2 separate regions of the Callithrix jacchus genome follow, and region 2 is linked to region 1. Evidence: chromatin contacts called from public Hi-C data. All regions are on one chromosome and are shown on one strand. The core of a region is the stretch at or near the end of the contact, and the rest is flanking DNA. Distances in the headings are between cores, read along the strand shown.

Region 1 (5,642 bases), core at 815-3,314:
AGAGCCCTCAGAAACAGAGGCCTTAGAAATCCAAACTGCAAAAGCAGAATCAATGAAGAGCACTTTTCCCAGGGGCCTGCTGCCTCCTTCCCATCAAACTTCTGTGGTTTCTCTGAGGCCCTGGGCCTGTGCCCTGCCCCATTTTCATGATTTAGCGACACTCCCTGGCAGAGATAGTAACTCATCCTAAGAACTAGAACCTGGGCAACCCTCAGAGGGCCCCCCCCAGGCTGCCAGCACTGGAGGCAGCCAACCTTCTCCCTGTGGCCACCTCCTCCTCCTCCTCAGAGTGAGTTGGCAGGATTTATAGGGCTGTCCCAGCGACACGCCATCTCAGTAACTGCAGAATGGCAGTTGTAAAAAATCCCATTTGCCAGGGTATTAGAATCCCATTAGCACTCCCGATGGAGAAATAACCCCGACCCTTCAGAAGGAATTAAAGATATTCAGGCACCAGCATTTGGAGTGTTATAGGCCCTTCCCCAGTTTGGCTGATCACACCAACAGACATAAAGCCACAGGCACCAGATGTCCTTGGTCCATAAACCCCCTGAGAAAAGCCCTCAGAATGATGTATGAAAAGGACCTGGAGTTCCACAAATAGGCTTGGAAATAATCACAAGGAGTAATTGACACAGACCTCCCTGATTTGTCTATGCTTGAGAATGAGTCATTGTAAGGGAAGCCAGCTTTAATTCAACCATTCCCTTACAACCTCTTAATATCCTCTTCTCTCTCCCCTTCATCCTAACTCCATTTCGGGAGTGATAACTGACATCAGACAGAAACACTGACAGGCTTCTCACAGGTATGACTGTCAAAACAGAATCACCAACCAGAAAAAAGGCAATAACAGAGGTATGTTTTTACAACATCTGGGTGAATCATCTCACTTTGTAAATCTAAGAAATAGAGGCCCAAAGAGGTGAAGTAACTTGCATGAGACCTCACAACTAGTTAAATAGAAGCCTGCATTCTGGTGTTCCTACTGCTATACTTCCCTCTAGGAAGGGAAGGTAGTTCTCAACTGAGTTTGGTCTTCTGCACCCTGGGCATTTCTTATCATAGGCTCTGAACCTGCTGAGTGGCCACCTTGTCCTTTCTATAGGTGTGAGCACGTGTGTGTGTGAACACTGATTAGCACACTCTACCATGGTGGTGAAGGACTGATGTGTGGGAAGCCAGTTATAGAACCTAAATTTGCCAGCTGCCAGCTGTGTGATTCAGTACAAATTATGCTCCCAGTTTAGACCTCAGTTTCCTCATCTGTCAAAGGGGGTAAATAATAGCAGGATGTCAATGTCAGCATCTTGGGAATCTTGTTAAAATCTCAATTCTGACGGAAAAGGCTTAGGGACGGAGACTGAGATTCAGCGTTTGTAACTATTCCCAGGTAATGCTGATGCTGCTGTTTGGGGGCCCATACTCTGATGATCAAAGTCATTAAGACTTGTAAAAATTAAACCCAATGAAATATGTAAAATCCTTAACACAGTGAGAATAATTATTCAATAAAAGATAGTTGTTAGCATTACATGTTTGATAATTATTATAAGGTATAGATTAAAGAACATTTTTAAATCCCTACTTTGTGCTGTGAGCTGAGCTTCACACAGACATCTTATCATCAAAACCTCAAACCACTCCTGGGAGACAGGTGATAGTACCCCTATTTCTTAGATGTGGAGAATGACTCAGAGAGATTCATGACTTCCTGACTGTCAGGTAGAAGGTAGGTTTCATGACTCTGGGACCATCACTCTTTCCACTGCAGGATACCCCATTGCGGTATAGAGGAGCACCCAATGCTCATGTCGGCAGCCTCTGCCTGTTGTCCAGCCAGGTCAGATAGTGCGGAGGAGAGGGTGGGTTGATTTCAGAAAGAATCAACAGATTGTGGATTCGGAGGCATGACAGCCAAGTGCCAAAAGAGGAGAGAAAGCTTCCACCAGGCTGGAGTGAGGTGCAGGCAGGCATATGTACATGCAGGAGGAGCGGACAGGGTGGGCGGCTGATGGATGCACATGCAGGAAATTTACAGATCAATCAATAGACAGAGATCCAGGGAGTCTGGCAGCTGACAGACACGCGGGGGCACGCTGACACCCAGATGGCCATGGAGCCTGCAGACCAGGAAGCATTTGGAAAGACCATCAATGCAGGTCGAGGTAGACTAGCCCAGAGACAGAGCAGCGGCACACACAATTTTGGTAACACCATCTGGGGTTGAGAGAACCCCAGTGCTGTGTGAAATGGACTCCAAATTCTATTTGGAGCTGGAAACGGGTGGTGTGGTATGCTGTTATTTTAAATCCCTTCCAATTCTCTGCCAAGAAACTCGATCCGGGAAAGCCATTCCTGCCAAGCCCCAGGGATTTACCAGGGCTGAGCTGGGTAGCTGCAGTTCTATCTGATTTATGGCAGGTGGGGGCAGCCGAGAGCCACCAAATTTGAGGGTATCCCCATGTCAGGAGAGGAGAGGTGTTTGTGTTTTTCCTGGGAACGTGAGCCCAAGGGGTCTGCATTCTCAAATTAGAGTGGGAACAGGCAACCAAAATAGGCTGAATTCAGGTATGCACTGTGCAAGAAGAGAGCAGAAGGGTGAGGACAGAGGTGGCTGGTGGAGCTTGAAAGGGGCCTGCAGGGAGATGTGGAGGGACAAGCCACAGTGTCTAGAAGCACGGGCCTGGTGGGAGCTGGTACGGTCAGGTGGTCCTGGATGAGCAGCCCTCAGGAGTGTGGGTCAAAGAGAGCTGGACCAGCACCTTTTCTGGAATCCTATTCTCTTATAAGGCCATAACTTTGACCTTCATGCTCTGACCTGCCTGTCCTTAAAGTACTAACAGTCCTAACGAAGGTAGTGCAGGGGTTGTTGATGGCATTTGAGTTAATTCCTACCCCAGTTAACTTCACCTTTAATAGAGCAGCCAAATGAATTAGAGTAACATGCACAGCCATACCACCTAGCCTGAGTTTAAATGTGTAACCTCAGTGGGGCATGGTGGCTCACGTCTGTAGTCCTAACACTTTGGGAGGCCAAGGCTGGAGAATCACTTGAGTCCAAAAGTTTAAGACTGGCTTGGGCAACACAGTGAGACTCTCTATGAAAAAAAAAAAAAAAAGTAGCCAGGAATAGTGGCATGTGCCTGTGGTCTCAACGGATTCAGAAGGCTGAGGTGGGAAAATTCTGTGAGCTGTGAGCTGTGACTGTGCTGCTGCACTCCAGCCTGGGCAACAGAAACAGAGTGAGACCTTGTCTCCAAAACAAAAAGGTATAACCTCAAGTATCAAGTGGGCTTGATATCACCCAATGATCCCAGTCCATTTTCCTGGTACATGTGCTCTTCTTTCCTCCAGAGGAGGCCCTCTGCCCTCTTCTCTTTCTAACCCTCCCTCCATGAGAACCTGACTTTGCTGCTCCTCCTCCTCCTCTTCCTCCTCCTCCTCCTCCTCCTCCTCCTCCTCCTCCTCCTCCTCCTCCTCCTCCACCACCACCGCCACCGCCTCCTCCTCCTCCTTCTTTTCTTTTTCTCCTTCTTCGACAAAAGAGTCTCACCCTGTCGCCAGGCTGGAGTTCAGTGGCGCGATCTCAGCTCACTGCAACCTCTGCCTCCTGGTTTCAAGTGATTCTCCTGCCTCAGCTCCCAAGTAGCTGGGATTACAGGCATGTGCCACCACATCCAGCTAATTTTTTTATTTTTAGTAGAGACAGGGTTTCACCATGTTGGCCAGGATGGTCTTGATCTCTTGACATTGTGGTTCAGCCGCCCGGGCCTCTCAAAGTGATGGGATTACAGGCATGAATCACCAGCCTGGCCTGAAGAACCTCACCTCTTACATCACTGCAGAGCCAGGAACAATCAGAAGGAAACTGTAACACTCAACCTTTCCCCCCCAGATCTACCCTGCAAGTTCCTGCTCTAACCTCTCTTCTTATTTCTGCTGAGTAAAGCTGGCCTACCTGCAGAAAGCCCCTTCCCGGTGCACAGGATTGCATAGTCCTCCCATGCCTTCTCGAGGCACGGGACTGGCTCTCATTCCTTTGTACCCTTTTATCAGCAGCTTCCTTGGCAGTGATATTACTTGTCAAAGAGAAGAAATAATTCCTAAAACAATAGAAGATAAGCAAAATGATAGAAGTGTGGATACAGCTGACATAGAAGTAGACACTAAACCCACAGGGTAAATACAGAGGGGTGAAGGGGAACCTAATCACAGCGGGTGAAAAGAAACCTAATCTGGCTTGGGAGCTCCGGGGATTTTTTTTGCCCCAATGCAGAAGAAACTTAGCATATTAATAACAACAGACAAGGCCTGTGTGGTGAAGAATTGTTAGCAGGAGAGGAGTGAGCGAGATGAGGCTGGAGGTGTCACAGAAGACAAGTTAGGAATATTTGAACTTTTTACCCCAAGAAGAAGGGAAAGCCAGTTTAGTGTTTAAAGCAGGAAAAATGCTATGATCCAATTTGTGGTTTTACAAGCACCTTCTGCGTGGTGTGGAAAATGGATTGGAAGGAAGCAAAAGTGAAGTGTGGGGAGACCTTCTGCAGGCAGTTGAAGTGTTCCAGGTGGGAGAGGAAAGTGGCTCAGACTGGGCTGGGTACAGCAGAGATGACAGGAGTGGAGGGGTGTGAACAGGCACTATTCCTGTCACAACATCTCTCACTCTAGGAAGGGGTCATCATTAAGCCTGTGTCAAAGGTGAGGAGACTGAGGCCCTGAGCTGATTAGTACCTAGGCTATCTAGCTATTAAGTGACAAGATAGCATTGGAACCTACTGCCTGGATCTCAAGAATGCTTTCTTTGTCTGCCACATCACTCACTCCAAAAAGAATGTGTAGAACCATCAAATCTATGTTTCCTGACATTTTCCTATCGAATTACAGACACCCGCTTAGTGGTCATAATGTCTTCCAGGGCTCCGTGAGCTGTCATAATCACTGTGTGCTATTGTTTAGCACAACTGGACTCCAGAGTGTGCCTCCAAGTGCTGGAAAAGAATGTCCCAGGGGCCGCTTGGCCAAGTGATGCTGCCTCCCCGGAAGGCAGTGCCAGCACCAGCCTCCTGCCACTGCAGAGTGCACAGGTCACATCTCCTGCCTGGAACTGACACTGGCAAGACAATGCCAGGCAGAAGTCCCTGTGGCATGAGCTGGCATCCTCCTGCTTACCAGCAGGTGCCTCCAGGAGAGGGCAAGCAAGAATAAAGGAGATCAAATGAGGAGCCCAGCAAGTGGCCGCCCCCTCCTGGCAGCTTTGGACCTGGCTTCCCACCAAGCCCTTCCCAACAGAGCTCCCTTTCAGACCCCAGATCAGCCCAGAGGCCACCATTCTAGAATAGGAATGAGCTGCTCATGTATATGCAAATGTCAAGATGGAAGGCAGGCTGGGGGAATTAGCATTTTTAATGAAACAAGACCAGAGGGAAAGAGCAGATGTAATGGGCAATAACTTGCTGTGTGTGTGAGAGAGTGTGTGTGTGTATGTGTGTGTGTTTGGAGGAAAAGGAGGGAAAGGTCATAGTCCAGGGTAGAGGTCAGAGCCATCTGCAGGATTCAGAGGAAACTTCTAATCATTACAATTAAAAAAATCAACAAAGTGACAATACAAAAAATTTAGTATGATTTCAATAATTATTAAT
Region 2 (5,642 bases), core at 993-3,492, 160 kb before region 1:
AGGACACAATTTGCAGTTCTTACAAAGCCCAGGCCTGGGGCCTAGCCGAAGCACTAGGGTTGATCTGGCAGAAACAGCCCTGTGATGCTTTTGGGGCCGCCAAAACGTCCTGCTCACAGAAGGCCACCAGCATCCCTTGTCCTCTAAGGCAGGTGTCCTCCCAGGTTAGTGGAGATGGACTTGTCAACCACAAGCCTCTCCCCTCAGTCAGGAGCCCGTAGGAAGCCCTGATCATCCCCGTGGTCACCAGCTATACTCCAGTGGGCAGCCAGCAAGGGTTCTGCAGTCACCTTCTGACCCATTGCTGTACTCACCATTTACCACCAGAAGCCTTAGGAGTTTTCTGGCCCTCCTGCCCTCCTCAGCCCTCTCATCCTTCCCCATCTATTTTTAGGCTAAAGCCTAAAATAGACAAGGGACATGGATACTCCCCTCCCCTCACCCACCCAGACACTGTGGTCTTCTCTGTCTTAAGGGAGCAGTTATCACAAAGGCTTTATTTTGAAGGCCAGAAAGAAGCAGCTAAGGCTGGTCCATAGATATTTGAATTCCATAAGCTTCCACTGAGGCCCTACTGTGTACCAGGAGTGCTAAATACCAAAGTACAATGATGTCCCTTTCCCACTACCAGTAGTCTAGTGGAAAAAAGTATATACGAATAAGTATCCTGTCATCCAGTTAACGCCAGCCTAGAGAGCCGTGAACAAAGACAAGCTGGGTTTGAGTGTGGTCTGATGAGTGAACAGGAAGAGTCTGGGCAGAAGAGAATGTGCTGGAATCCCAGGGAGACTGAACCGGGGAGGCACTCCAGCTGTCCGGGGTGTGTGACGCGGTTTCCTCAGAGCAGCAGAGCCACACGGCACTCATTCCAGCCATTCAAGCACACCTGCGCCTGCTTCACGAAGCAGGCGCAGCTCCTCCATCCACGTGCAGTGCGGATGGACACCTGTCTCCTCTCAGAGGAGGCTTCTTTGCTCAAGTCGCCTGCCTCTGCCTTTCCCTGACTGCGGAGGCCTGGCTTGCTGACATTGCTGCCTGGACCCTGATGCAGTTGGGCCTGTGCTCTGTTTTGAGGCCTCCCCAGAGCGGGTACATTCAAGGGTCTCCTTGCTGCTCTGCTCCCGGCGGGGAGGGAGGGACAGCACCACTCAGACTTGTTCCTCCCACGTCTGCCAAGAAGGGCGGTCCTCCCGGACTCATGGTGTGGAAAGCAGAGTCCACTCCAGAAACAGGGAATTTGTGTAGAAAGAGAAAGAGAAAGGAACGGGCACGCGGAGAGGAACACAGTGAGGGCACGCTGCGGGCCCCTGGCCATCTGCTGCCAAGCGGCAGTGCAGGTGAGGGCAGCCAACAGCCAGCCCAGGGCTCTCAGGTGGAGCTGGGATGGGGGCCTCTTTGTCCGTGAGCCAAGCACCTGCTGCTGTCCAAGATTTGGAGCCCCCAAACCTTGACTCGACCTTCAAAGGGATCTTAGCTCTCAAACCAACAAATATCATTGCCCCCACCAGGTGGCCAGGTCCTTACTCCGAGGCAAGCTCCCCAGGTCCTTATTCTGAGGCAAGCTCCTGGGACACACTTCTCTTTGCCACTTTTGATACCACCTCTTTGATCAACCACCATTGATGGGCACTTTGTCACTCTCCAGTGGCCTGTGAATTTGCCCAAGGCCTCAGCTTCTTATAACGCTGACTCTTGGCGGTTTTCACGGGGCTCCGAGCCATTTGCCACCTCTGCCAAGTCACATATATGCCCAGCTCAGTGTGGGCTCCAGAGGAGGGTGAGGGCAGCCACCGGCAGGCCCTGCCAGCCCAGAGCTAACATTGCTTCAACCGCATTCTCTGCAAGCCCAGAGCTGTTAAGGCCGGTGCAAGCAGGAGCTGTGGCTGATCCCCTGAACATGCAGGTGATTTAGAAGGAAGGAGACAGGTGTCCCTGGCCTTCCATAAATAAATTGCACAGTGATGGGGTTGGGCGGGGAGGGTGAGTACAGAAACCAGATAGTGCCCCAGGGAGTCAAGGGGTGGAACTGGCCTTCCGGGCTGATTATGCTTCTGCCCGGGGGAGATAGAAATGGCTCCTTCCTGGCATCCATAAAGTTGCTGAGTGCAGACCTTACCTAGAAAGGCAAGAGCCAAAAACCTCCTAGTAAGTTCTTGAGCAGAGCCTATTAGGGAGGAGTTCCTGGCGCTTTTGCTAGGAGAGAATCAGGGCTGGGAGGAACGGTCAGAAGAAAGATGATGGGGGCGGGAAAAAGTGAACGGAAGATGGAGTGAGGAAGGACAGAGCAGGAGGAAGAGGGAGAGCATCGGCAGACAGTGAAGCAGAGGGAAGGATGTCTGCTTTCAGAAAGGGCTGGAGGCTGAATTTCCTGGGAGCCTCCTGGGCCCCAGGCCTGTAGCATCTACTGAATGAACACTAGGATTGCTCAGTGAGGGACCAGATGGGCAGGGGATGGCTCTCATCACACAGACACCTCGCTGGGCAGTGTCAGAGGTGGTTTTAGCCTAGATCTGAGATCTCCAAGAAGGGCTGTAACTCCCGGACAGCACCTGTGTCTGAGAAACAAACCTCCCTGATCCAGTGGGGTAAAGGAGCAGGTGAGGTAGGGAGCAGAAGGGGACACAGTGGTCCTAGACCTCAATGCTCAAGCCTGTCTCCTGCCCCAGTGCCTCGTGTCTGTTTCCTTGGCCTCACCCCAGCCCCACTAGAGCCTCCATTCCAGGTAGAGACTGAGCAGCTGGCAGAGAAGGCCCAGCCCCGACGAAGCCCTGCTCTCCAAGCCGTTTTGCCACGGCACTCGGAAATGGGAATGAAGCAGACAGCCACAGAATAATAAATGAACACAGGCGTGCATTCCTTAGCAAAATAAATAAATGTATAAGAAAAAAAGAAAAAAAAGAAAAGATTTGAGGGCATTTTTTTTTCTGTTTTTTCCTTTTTGGTTCATTTTGCTTAAAATCTAAGAACTACTTTTTGCCAAAAGAAATGAGTGTGGAGTGAGTACTGGACGTGGTGGGAGAAGAGCTTTTGGGGTGCTTTCTCTTATCTTGCAGTGAGGCAGCCGATGTGATATTTTAATAGGGAACTCATTTTAATAGCCTACAAATGAGAAGTCAGAGACAATTAAAATTCATTTCCAATTAATTGTTTTTTCTTCTCTCATTACCAAGAGTTGCCAGTCAGACACCAACAAAGCCTTCAAAACAAAAGCAGCTCCCAGCCTCCGCTTCAATCTGATGCCACCTGGAAGGAGACTCCAGATTGCATCAGTATCTTTGCTTCAAACTTCTCTCCCTTCAGCAAATGATTTCCCCAACCCCTTTGCAGGCAACAGATAGCTCAAGTCTTCAGAAGCTGGGACCCTCTACGCCGTGCAGTCACGGACAAGTTCATTACCATGGCACTGCAGGAGGCTTTTTTATAGTTTTTAATTCTGGTTTATTTGTTCTCCTGAGGAATGGTCTCAGCAACCGCATTTCTTGAGACTGATTTAGCTTCCTCCCTTTCCCTCACCACCCCCCTTCTGTGCTGTGACCAACAATCCAGGCTACGAAAACAGCCTAAGATGACAGACCCTCACCTGAGCCGGGAGCCAGAGCCTCAGTGCCCCCACGGCTGAACTGCTGAGTGACGTTGCTCTCCCCCCTCACCTGTGCAATAAGGGAGCCTCCTTCAATGTCTCCAACATGGCTTCCAGCTCTACAACCTTTACTCTGCATTAAAAACACATTAGCAATGGCATCCATGGAACATTTAATGGATGCCAAGTATCTTACACACACACCTCACTTGATGCTCATAAAACACCTCCTTAACCAGATGCCTCTGCTATCCACCAATTCTCAGAGGAAGAAATGGACTATGGGGCTTTTCAAAACATGCCGAGCCAGGGTTTCAGCGTGGCTGATTCCAGAGCCCGACCTCTTAACCTCGATTTCCTCCATGGCTTTGATCTCTGACTCCTTTAAAGATGCCAGAATTCCTGGAAAACCCCCAGCCTTGTTCTTCCCCACCTCCCTCGTCTCTCTCTCTTTGAAAGGGGGGAATGTTCTAGTTAAACTCTTCACCTCACCTGGATCTTGATGACTAGAGTGGACTGCCCTGAGTGACCAACCCTACAGGATGCAGAGAAGCTGGGGCGGAGACACTACCACATCTCTTCTGGTACAAAACCCAGAGGGGCATGTCCGCTTCCCTGAGTTCCAGCCCCTTTTGAAAGCACAGCTGGTCCTCTGTGCTCCCCCTACTGACCACCACCAGTGGAGCAAGTCTCCCCAGGGGCGAAAGTTCTCACTGAGCCTTACCTTATTATTATTATTGTTGTTGTTTGAGATGCCTCGTAATAACTGGGATAGGTTTCTTAGGAAGCCAAATAATGGGATGCATTTCCACCCTGGCTTTATAATTAATGTTTGCATCATTTATCTTTCGCGGAAAGATTATTCTGACTAACGAGGTTCTGGGCCACTAATTCATTACACTGCCTTGTCACTTCCTGCTCCTTCTTATTACCCAGAAATAGACTCATTAGTCAGAGTTCAATGACAGGGAGAAATTGTGTTCCTTAATTTAATTCCCTCACTCACTTCTGGGCCCCATGTTTGTCCGAAATTGGGGATTAGAAGGGGGGAGATATGAGTCATCCTAAGTCTCTGCTTCAGACTCATTATACCTCCCCTCTTGCTCCTGTCCAACAAGGAAAGGGCCAGGAGAGCTTGTTGTGGCTACACGGGTGCTGTCCTTTCTCCACTCAAAGCTACAAGCAGGTGAAGGGACACAGCCCAAGCACTTAGGGACTTGTAACAAATAATCAAGGTTTTTTTTTGTTTTTTTTTTTAATCTCCACTCATAATTAGTAGTACTACCTGGGAATCCTTCCTTAGGAATATCCAGAAATTGCCGATAGCAAATGCGATAGAAGATATTTATAGATATACAGAGAGGTAGATACACACAAACACACAGGTAGAGAGGTAGATATACACGCCCACATACATGCACGACACAAAGTGCTTCCAAAGTCCTCTGCCATGAGAACGTAAGGTGTTACAATAAAGAAATGAACAGCCCAGGCTTGCGTTCCATTGGCATGTGTTCAAATCCTGCCTTTTCTCATGCGAGTTGCAAGGCCTTGTTCAAGATACTTAACCTCACCCGGCTGCAGCTTCTCAACCACAAAACAGGCATGACAAAAGCTATCTCTCATCATTATGAGGCTCAAGTGGCACAAGGCACTAGAAGTGGATTGCACAGTGTGTAGCAACTGTGACTATTAGGAACCTGGAAGAAAGGTGTCCTTGGAGTTCAACTAATCAAAACCTCGCAGTGGGAAGAGGGGCGTCTCCAGGCAGTGGGTCCCAATTCTGGCAGCACAGAGGAGGCACCTGAGGATGCCCAGGCCCACCCAGACTGTTTGAGTTGGAATCTGAGGCATGCGGGGAGGGAGTTCATGGGTTTAAAATGCTCCTCCATGGTTCTAAGGTGAGGTCAGCATGAGAAGCCCTCAAGGTCTTGAGAACTGCGATGTTTCACTCCTGGACTGTTCCTATTGAGAGAAGCCTGAGGCCAAACACTTGCTCACTGCTGTAAGGCAGAAAACTTTCTCTGGGTCCCTCCAAGACCAGGATTAGTACTCATGTGAT

What was found. A called contact is a pair of places that touch in the nucleus more often than the background predicts.
Region 2: a Hi-C map of skeletal muscle shows a contact between it and region 1, with 3 times the contacts expected there. The contact joins two enhancer-like sites. A contact is called at or near these places in 2 of 3 Hi-C or Micro-C datasets (both in skeletal muscle).

What each region holds. Positions count from the first base shown.
Region 1 is chr10:31,295,538-31,301,179 of calJac240_pri, reverse strand. All of the region lies in intron 2 of NTM (neurotrimin), which reads right to left. Among named protein-coding and RNA genes, the nearest start is that of NTM, 120 kb to the right of the region's middle. Within about 2 kb of position 2,064, at least 4 of the 16 cell types and tissues checked have an H3K27ac peak or open chromatin away from gene starts, as enhancers often do. A contact at or near this core is called in skeletal muscle, where this site is marked.
Region 2 is chr10:31,459,996-31,465,637 of calJac240_pri, reverse strand. All of the region lies in intron 2 of NTM (neurotrimin), which reads right to left. Among named protein-coding and RNA genes, the nearest start is that of NTM, 290 kb to the right of the region's middle. Within about 2 kb of position 2,242, at least 4 of the 16 cell types and tissues checked have an H3K27ac peak or open chromatin away from gene starts, as enhancers often do. A contact at or near this core is called in skeletal muscle, where this site is marked.